2 separate regions of the Arachis hypogaea genome follow, and region 2 is linked to region 1. The links are chromatin contacts, called in public Hi-C maps. All regions are on one chromosome and are shown on one strand. The core of a region is the stretch at or near the end of the contact, and the rest is flanking DNA. Distances in the headings are between cores, read along the strand shown.

What was found. Hi-C and Micro-C count contacts between places; a contact is called where the count stands out from the background.
Region 2: a contact with region 1 is called in a Hi-C map of an unstated tissue, with 6 times the contacts expected there. The contact joins the enhancer-like site here to the promoter of LOC112802004 in region 1. A contact is called at or near these places in 4 of 8 Hi-C or Micro-C datasets (leaf and an unstated tissue).

Annotation. Positions count from the first base shown.
Region 1 is chr5:94,099,430-94,103,246 of arahy.Tifrunner.gnm2.J5K5, reverse strand. LOC112802004 (auxin response factor 19) reads left to right here and starts at 1,582. Exons shown (of 15, transcript XM_072237472.1): 1 at 1,582-2,238; 2 at 2,489-2,598; 3 at 2,773-2,871; 4 at 3,004-3,060; 5 at 3,437-3,592; 6 at 3,665-3,749. The coding sequence starts at 2,187.
Region 2 is chr5:94,148,846-94,152,701 of arahy.Tifrunner.gnm2.J5K5, reverse strand. LOC112802006 (methyl-CpG-binding domain-containing protein 2) reads left to right here. Exons shown (of 5, transcript XM_025844984.3): 3 at 99-152; 4 at 305-462; 5 at 1,036-1,519. The coding sequence ends at 1,220. Among protein-coding and RNA genes, the nearest start is that of LOC112802006, 4.2 kb to the left of the region's middle. Within about 2 kb of position 2,576, at least 3 of the 3 cell types and tissues checked have open chromatin away from gene starts, as enhancers often do.

The DNA of each region.
Region 1 (3,817 bases), core at 333-2,832:
GTGAATTAACTGAGATTTATTTGATATTGTCGTAAATAATATTATGTATTTTTTTTAAAAAAATTTATTCTTTATAAAAAAATATTCTACATGGTAGCATTACTCAAATATAAACGAAAATATTTTATATATACTATTCAAAGATTAAATTATATATTATCATATTAGCAAAAATAAGCTTTCTTTTTCAAATCTATTACTTATAAAATCTTTAGCGAAATTGAATGATAATATAATTTTTTTATACTATTAATTATCAAAATTAAATTCAAATAAATTTATTTAAAAATTATTTTAATGCAAATAATATTTCTGTGCGACAACCAAATAATTTTACACTATTGAAATTTAATAAGAATTCGAGAAGGTTTATGTGAGTTATCAATTAATACTTTTCTTTTAAAATGTAGTGTTTGGCAATATTAACTTATTTTACCTTATTAATAATATACATATACATATACATATAAATTAAATTCCGGTTGTTTTAGAAATAAAAGAATATCTTAGCATATTCTTATCATTTTAAAGACTATATCGATCTATGACACATCTCTAATTTATGGTATATGTAGCACATCTTTAATTTACTCTTCTTTTAAAAGTAATTGTTAGATATACTTGCTTATCGGAGTTGTTATATAGTGCATGTTATATTTAATAATATATATATTTTTTTATTAAAAATTATAGTAAATATTTAAATTGATATTTAGAGAATTTTATGTCAAATATTTTAGTCTTTAATAAATTTTTATTCTTTAAAATTTTCTAAAAATTACTCTTATCAAATAAATTAATTACTATTCCACTTTTAATTAAATTTTTAATATGTATATTAGATAAATAAATTTTTAATAAATTTTATTATAAAATAATTAAATTCTAAAGCATATTATTATAGGAGATATTAAATTTTTTTAGAGTGACAAAAGAATTAATTTATCTTAAGAAATAATTTTTAATAATTTATAAAGAATAAAAAATTATTTTTAAATCTAAAATTCCTTAAAAGATATGTTTATTAAAAAAATTAGTACGATTAATTGTAACTCGTTAACTCATTTATACATTAATTATTTGGAAACTACTTCGATAAAGACATTGAAAATGTCTTTTTTTTTAAAGATGTTTACATGTATCATAATATTATTGAACATTTTTTATTAAACCGATTAATAATTTATTTTTTAATAAACCAGAATAAAATCGGTTTATTATAGCAACAATAATAAATTTAATTGTCCGTATTATAATTATGAAACCCAGTTTGATCCGATCGATTTACACAATCTAAATCGAATTATGTTTAAATTTTTTGATAAAAAGATAAATATATCTCTAATTTTTGTTAAAAAAATTATAATCTAATAAATTATGTAAATTAATCAATTTGACCAAATTTAATAACAATTAATTTAATTATTATTGTTATAAAAAAATAGTTTTATTTTAATTTTTTAAAAAATTTAAAAATAAAAACCGGTTCATTTCTTTACAAAAAGTGTCAGCAACTAACAGTTTTAATCAAACTTAGTCATCATTTAGCCAATAAATATTATTCCTTCTCAAATATCATACACGCACATCATAAAATTTCACCTCTGTTACTCGTTCCTTTCTAAATAGTGGTTGTTTATTGACCCAAAATCTGAAAAAAAGTGCTAACCTCTAGCACTGCTGATTATTTTATTATGGGTTTTTGGTTTAAGGGGAAAACAACTCAAGTCAACAAGGCGTGTGTGTCTAATCACCTATTCCATTAGTTCAGTGAGTCCCATTTGCAGAAGAGAGAGGGAGAGAGAAAAAAAGAAAATAAGAAAGAAAACAGATGTGTGTCTCTGCATTGTAGCAAGGCAAAGGGAACACAACCCAGACACACCGCCCATCACCACCACCACCACCACCACCTCCTCCTCCTCCTAAGCAAACACCAAAACCGTCTCTCTCTCTCTCTAAAGTCAGAACTCTCCTCTTCTTCCTCTTTTTTGCAACCTCTCTCTCTCTCTCAACCAAAAATCATTTTCTATTTTTATTTGATTTAATTTTTTTATTATTATTTTACCTGATCTGAGAAAAGCTTCTGCACATTCCTCTTCTGCATACGCTTCTGCTGAGATGAATAATAATAATAATAATAACTTATAAAATACATACACACTCTTCTCGCCGGCAAGCTATCTCCGATGAAGACGCAGCCTGAACCTGCCGCCGTCGTCGCCGTACCTAACCCCGAAGGTCACCTCTCTCGCTCTCTCTATAAAATATCACAGCTGAAAAAATTGAGGACTCCGAAAAAACCGGTCACAGTGTTTTTTTTTTCTTTCAATTTTTGGTCTTATTTCTTTCATATTATTTCGATAATGATGTTGTTCTTATATTTTCCTCTAAGGCTTTTGCGAAAAGAAAAGTGTGTTTTTTTTTCTTTTTTTTTTTTTGGTTTGAATTTGTTTGGACTAACTGAATGGTGGACACGTGGCGAGTGCAGAGAAGAAGAGCATCAACCCGGAGCTATGGCAAGCGTGTGCGGGGCCGTTGGTGAACCTTCCGCCGGCGGGAACACACGTCTTCTACTTCCCTCAAGGACACAGTGAGCAGGTCAACTCTAACTTAACTACCCTAACCAACTTCTCTAACATGCTGAGAAAAAACTGTTAAGCTTTTCGATTATGGAGTTGGATTTTGAATCCAGAATAAGCTATAATGAAAGCAAGCCTTTAATTGTTTATTTATTTGATTTGAATCTTTTTTTTTTTTTTTGGTTTGGTTCAGGTCGCAGCGTCTTTGAAGAAAGATGTGGATGGACAGATTCCTAACTATCCTAATCTTCCATCCAAGTTGTTGTGTCTCCTTCACAGTGTTACTTTGCATGTATGGATGTTTTCTTTTTTGGTTTGGTTTGGCTTTTGTATTAGTTTTGAACCGAAGATCAATATGGAAGGTCTGGAATTCTCTTATTTTGATTGTATGTTCATTTTTGGGGATTTTTTTTTTTTTTGGCAGGCTGACCCAGAAACCGATGAAGTTTATGCTCAGATGACACTTCAACCTGTGCCTTCTGTAAGCATCATTTTGGAATGTCTCAAATGCTTTATAATTCTATAACAATATGATATGCCAAACATCAATTTATATGATACGAAGTTTTCTATTAATTTGGAGTCTGATTGTAAAGAGAAAAGGCTTGAACCAATGGGGATTGGGTTTTTTAACTGAGGGAGCTAATTCCTTGGAAAATGGTGAAAAATGCAGTTTGGCTTCGAACTGCGAGAGTTTCACACATTTAATGTGGACTATGTGTCAAACATGGCAGATATGTGTTGGAAACCAAAGGAGAAAGACCTTAAAAACTTGAAACATAAATATGCATGTTTCAAATTTTATTTTATTTTATTTTTTTGGAAACTTCACTGATTTGTTGACATGATCCATGCAGTATGATAAGGAAGCTTTATTAAGATCAGATCTTGCTCTCAAGTCAAACAAGGCACAGCCTGAGTTTTTCTGCAAACAGCTGACAGCTAGTGATACAAGCACACATGGAGGTTTCTCTGTGCCTCGCCGAGCAGCAGAGAAAATATTCCCTCCTCTTGTAAGCGTAATTACTATTTCAGGCAGTTGAATAAAATTTTCAGGCTTTAATCTTTTCCATGTTTTCAAATAGGATTATTCTATGCAACCTCCTGCACAAGAACTTGTGGCTAGGGATTTGCATGATAATGTTTGGACTTTCCGTCATATATATCGAGGTATACGTAATGTGCAGTCCTGTATATAATTTGAAACAGCAAAATTATTGGAAACTTGCTGAAGATTT
Region 2 (3,856 bases), core at 1,327-3,826, 48 kb before region 1:
ATTTGTCATTTTCTTTTCCCAAATGTTAGGTGTAGATACATGCTACTGTTCTGGGATTCTCACTTTTCAACTATCAATCTGTTTTTTAATTATTTCAGATATTATGTAGCACCAAATGGCAAGAGACTCCGCTCAATGGTAGAGGTCCAAAAGTATGTTCTTGCTACTTCTGTTTTACTATTTTACCAGAATGACCTTGATACTTACCATCCCATTTGAGTTTTGTTACTATTTTCATAATTTTATGTAAACATTTGCTTTGATGTTTCTTGTAAAACTCTTATATGTGAATCTGTGCTCTTAGGTTCTTGTTGGAGCACCCGGAATATATAAGAGATGGGGTAACTCTTTCTCAGTTCTCATTTCAAATACCAAAGCCATTGCAAGAAAACTATGTGAGGAAGCGCTCCCTGAAACTTAAATCTTCATATGAAGACGGCAGACCGGTTGAACCTGAACAAGGTATATTTTATTAGTGAAAGATAGTGTATATATGATCGAATGATATATGCCATTTACACTTGATGCACCAAAGTTGATTTCAATAAAAATTGTACAATTCTGAACTATAATCTTATTTTCAGTATGTTCTTGTAGAGATTGGTGCATTATTGATTAACTATGTCATATCTTTTGGTTTAGATTCTCTTATTTTTATATTGTTCTACAATCAGTCCTTAAACCCTGCTGCTAGGAATTATTCTATTTTGTGATTTTTGCCATATCTTTCCATGATCATAAAGCTTGACATCTGATTTGAAATACATTAACTTGTCGTCTTTAGTTTGGAATGCAGCAATGCAATTATGCAAGTATCTGTCAATATAGCAACAGACAAACACACCAAGTATTTGTTTAGAATCCTTGCAGCAAAAGCATCTAGATTTTAACGATTTACTAACAACAGAGATTGTTTACGTTAGAACACCGGTGTCATTTGCTTCGTGTATCCTAACTTACGTTACTCAAATGGATGAGACTTGGTTGTTGTTACATGCTTACAGCTATTGTTATGCTGACGCTGATATTTTGCAGTGAGTCCACTAGCATGGGCCGCACCAGAAGACACTGCAAAGTTGCATGAAGAAAAACCTGTCCCTTTTGCTGCTGTACTGGATGATGATTACCCTCTCAATCCACCAACAAAGAAGCGAGCGACTGAGAGTTCACTCCAAAAGGATGTGCCTGACGCTAATGAAGATTTTCAACTCAGAAGTTAATGGTGGAAACTTAAGGCTGCTGATCCAAATCTCTGCGTATTGTTTGGATGGATGATAGCCTCCTTTTTTCGCTTCTTTTTTGGGTGGACAGATTGCAACTTACTGTAAAATTTTCTGGTTATTAGGGAAATAGGTTTTCAGTTTTTTGTTTAGAACAGGAAATGATGTTGTCGAAAATGAACTGCTACAGAAGATGAAAGTTGTATAACCTTTCAAAGTGTAATCTGAGCCCATAAAACAATGTACAGAAGATGGTACTGTGATTTACCAGTCTCAATTGAAGAACTAGTCGATTTGCATGTTGCGTTCTTGCCTGATTTTGCCCCAAATATGGAGTTATTGATGAGATCAATATCTTGGTATTCCTAGAACTGCATTTTACATTTGTACAAGTTGAGTTTCTGCACTGTCTTCGATAGTTGATCTTTTGAAACTGAGTGCTTACCCCACACACATTTTTATTTTTAATACTAGATTAACAATGGTGTTTTTTTAAATTGTGATCTATGGTAGTATTTTTTTAAAATGTGGAATGATTTAATTTATGGAGTAGAAATCGTACCGTCCGATTTTTAAGAGGTACCGTCCGATTTTTGTATTCGGACCGTCCGATTTGTATTTAAAAAATAAAAAAAATTGAAGTACACAAATCAGACCGTTCGATTTCTGTACTCGAACCCTTCGATTTGTGTATTATTGAACATTTGAATAGGTGGTTTAAGAGTAAATAATAGTAAGAGATTGAACTTTTCTATTGCTATTCATTTTTAAAAGATTTCATTATTAACATCTATTGTTCTATTCGTATAATTGTATAAATATTATAATAAGATTCGTATAATTGCATAAATATTCTAATAAGAAAAGGTACAAAAATAAACACATCTCTAATTGCTTAAAATTTTGAAGTTAAACACAATAAAACAAAACTCTTATTGTTGGTTAAACAATTAACAATAATTCCAACTAATTATAATACTTTTTAAATTCAAAAATACCATGTATACACCAAAAATCAATCATTATGTATGTGTATAAATATATGTTTTTGTTTAGTTTATTTTTAATCATATTTTATATTTTAATATATATTTTATATTAGTAACTAATTTTGTAAGTGATTTTTTGTGTATAACTAATATGATTGTTCTTATATATAATGATAATATATATGAAGTAACTATTTTCTTTTTGGCCAATTATCACCCAATATCTTTTTTTGTTTTTGTACTTGAGTTTACTCTTTTTGGTCTGGATCTTCACAAAAGTTCAAACACACATAGATTTGGGTCTCTCTTTTGTCTTTATTGGTCAAGGACATGGTCTGTAGACCACTAGTTTAATGTAATTGGGTCATCCATAGATAAATAATTATAACAAACAAAAGAACCACATTGGGCCCTAATAGCCCTAATAATTTGGGCTAACAAGGCCCAAGATTTTGTAGCTAAGTTTGTTTGGCAAAGTGGTTCGCTTACAATTACCAAAAAAAATAAAAGAGTGGTTCGCTTACATTTACTAGCATTGGATGGCAGGTGCACGGATGAGGAACAACATTATTTTGTATCAAACTATCAACTAAACCTTAATTTTTTGGTGTCACTTTCTTTATCAATAATTGGAAACTTTGGAATAGTCTAAACTCTAATCTAGTCTTCCATAATAACTTGTTCATGGTGATGACTATAGCCTGTCTTTGTGGTTGTGGGTTCCAAAACCAACAAACTCCATTGTCATACTCATAACACACCATGTGCCTTGTATTTAATGCCTCCTTTGGCTTATCTTCCTCCCTATAGGATATGTCGTTTGCATATTCTAGAGAGGATCTTTCAATAAAGACTTTAATTTGGAAGAAACCAAACAATCATTTATATATAATATGTTATCCAATTTTAAATATATTAAATTCTTATTTCAAATAATTATCTTTTTTGTCAATTTACAATTGGTAAGTAAAATAAAAACTCCATATACTTTAGTAGATTGATCGGTATTGTATATAATTAGTAATATATATAAAAATAAAGATTTAACTAACATGATGAGTTTTGAGAATACATATTAAGATTATTATAAATAAAATTTTTATTTTTTATTTTAATAAATATAAAATAAATATATTAAAAATTTGAACTTTGTATATTTTTTATAAAATTATTTTTTATTGATAACCTCAATATTTATTTTTAAGAGGTGATTCAAGAAAAGTTTTAAAATTTCTAAAAATTTTATACTGTAAAATGAAAATCATTCCAATTAAAGTTTTTGAATGTTTAAGAATGTAATTAAAATATTCTTCTAATCATACGTCATCTTAAGACACATTTTAACTAAATATTAATTCTATAAATACTATAATAAGTTTTGAATATACTCTAATATTAGTAAATTAATTGGTATTGAACTCATAATATTTTATGATATTATTATTTTTTTTTTCACTAAAAGTTTCTAATGTAGATTATGTGGGTCTTTATGGTCTTGTCGGTTTGATGACACCTTTACCACCCACCAATTCATCCACATCCATGCTTGGTTTTGAAGCTCACTTGTTTTTATCTTCTATCTTATCGTCATTGCTTCTTGATAGTGCATTTTGATTGACAGGCTTATAAATATATATCATATTCTTA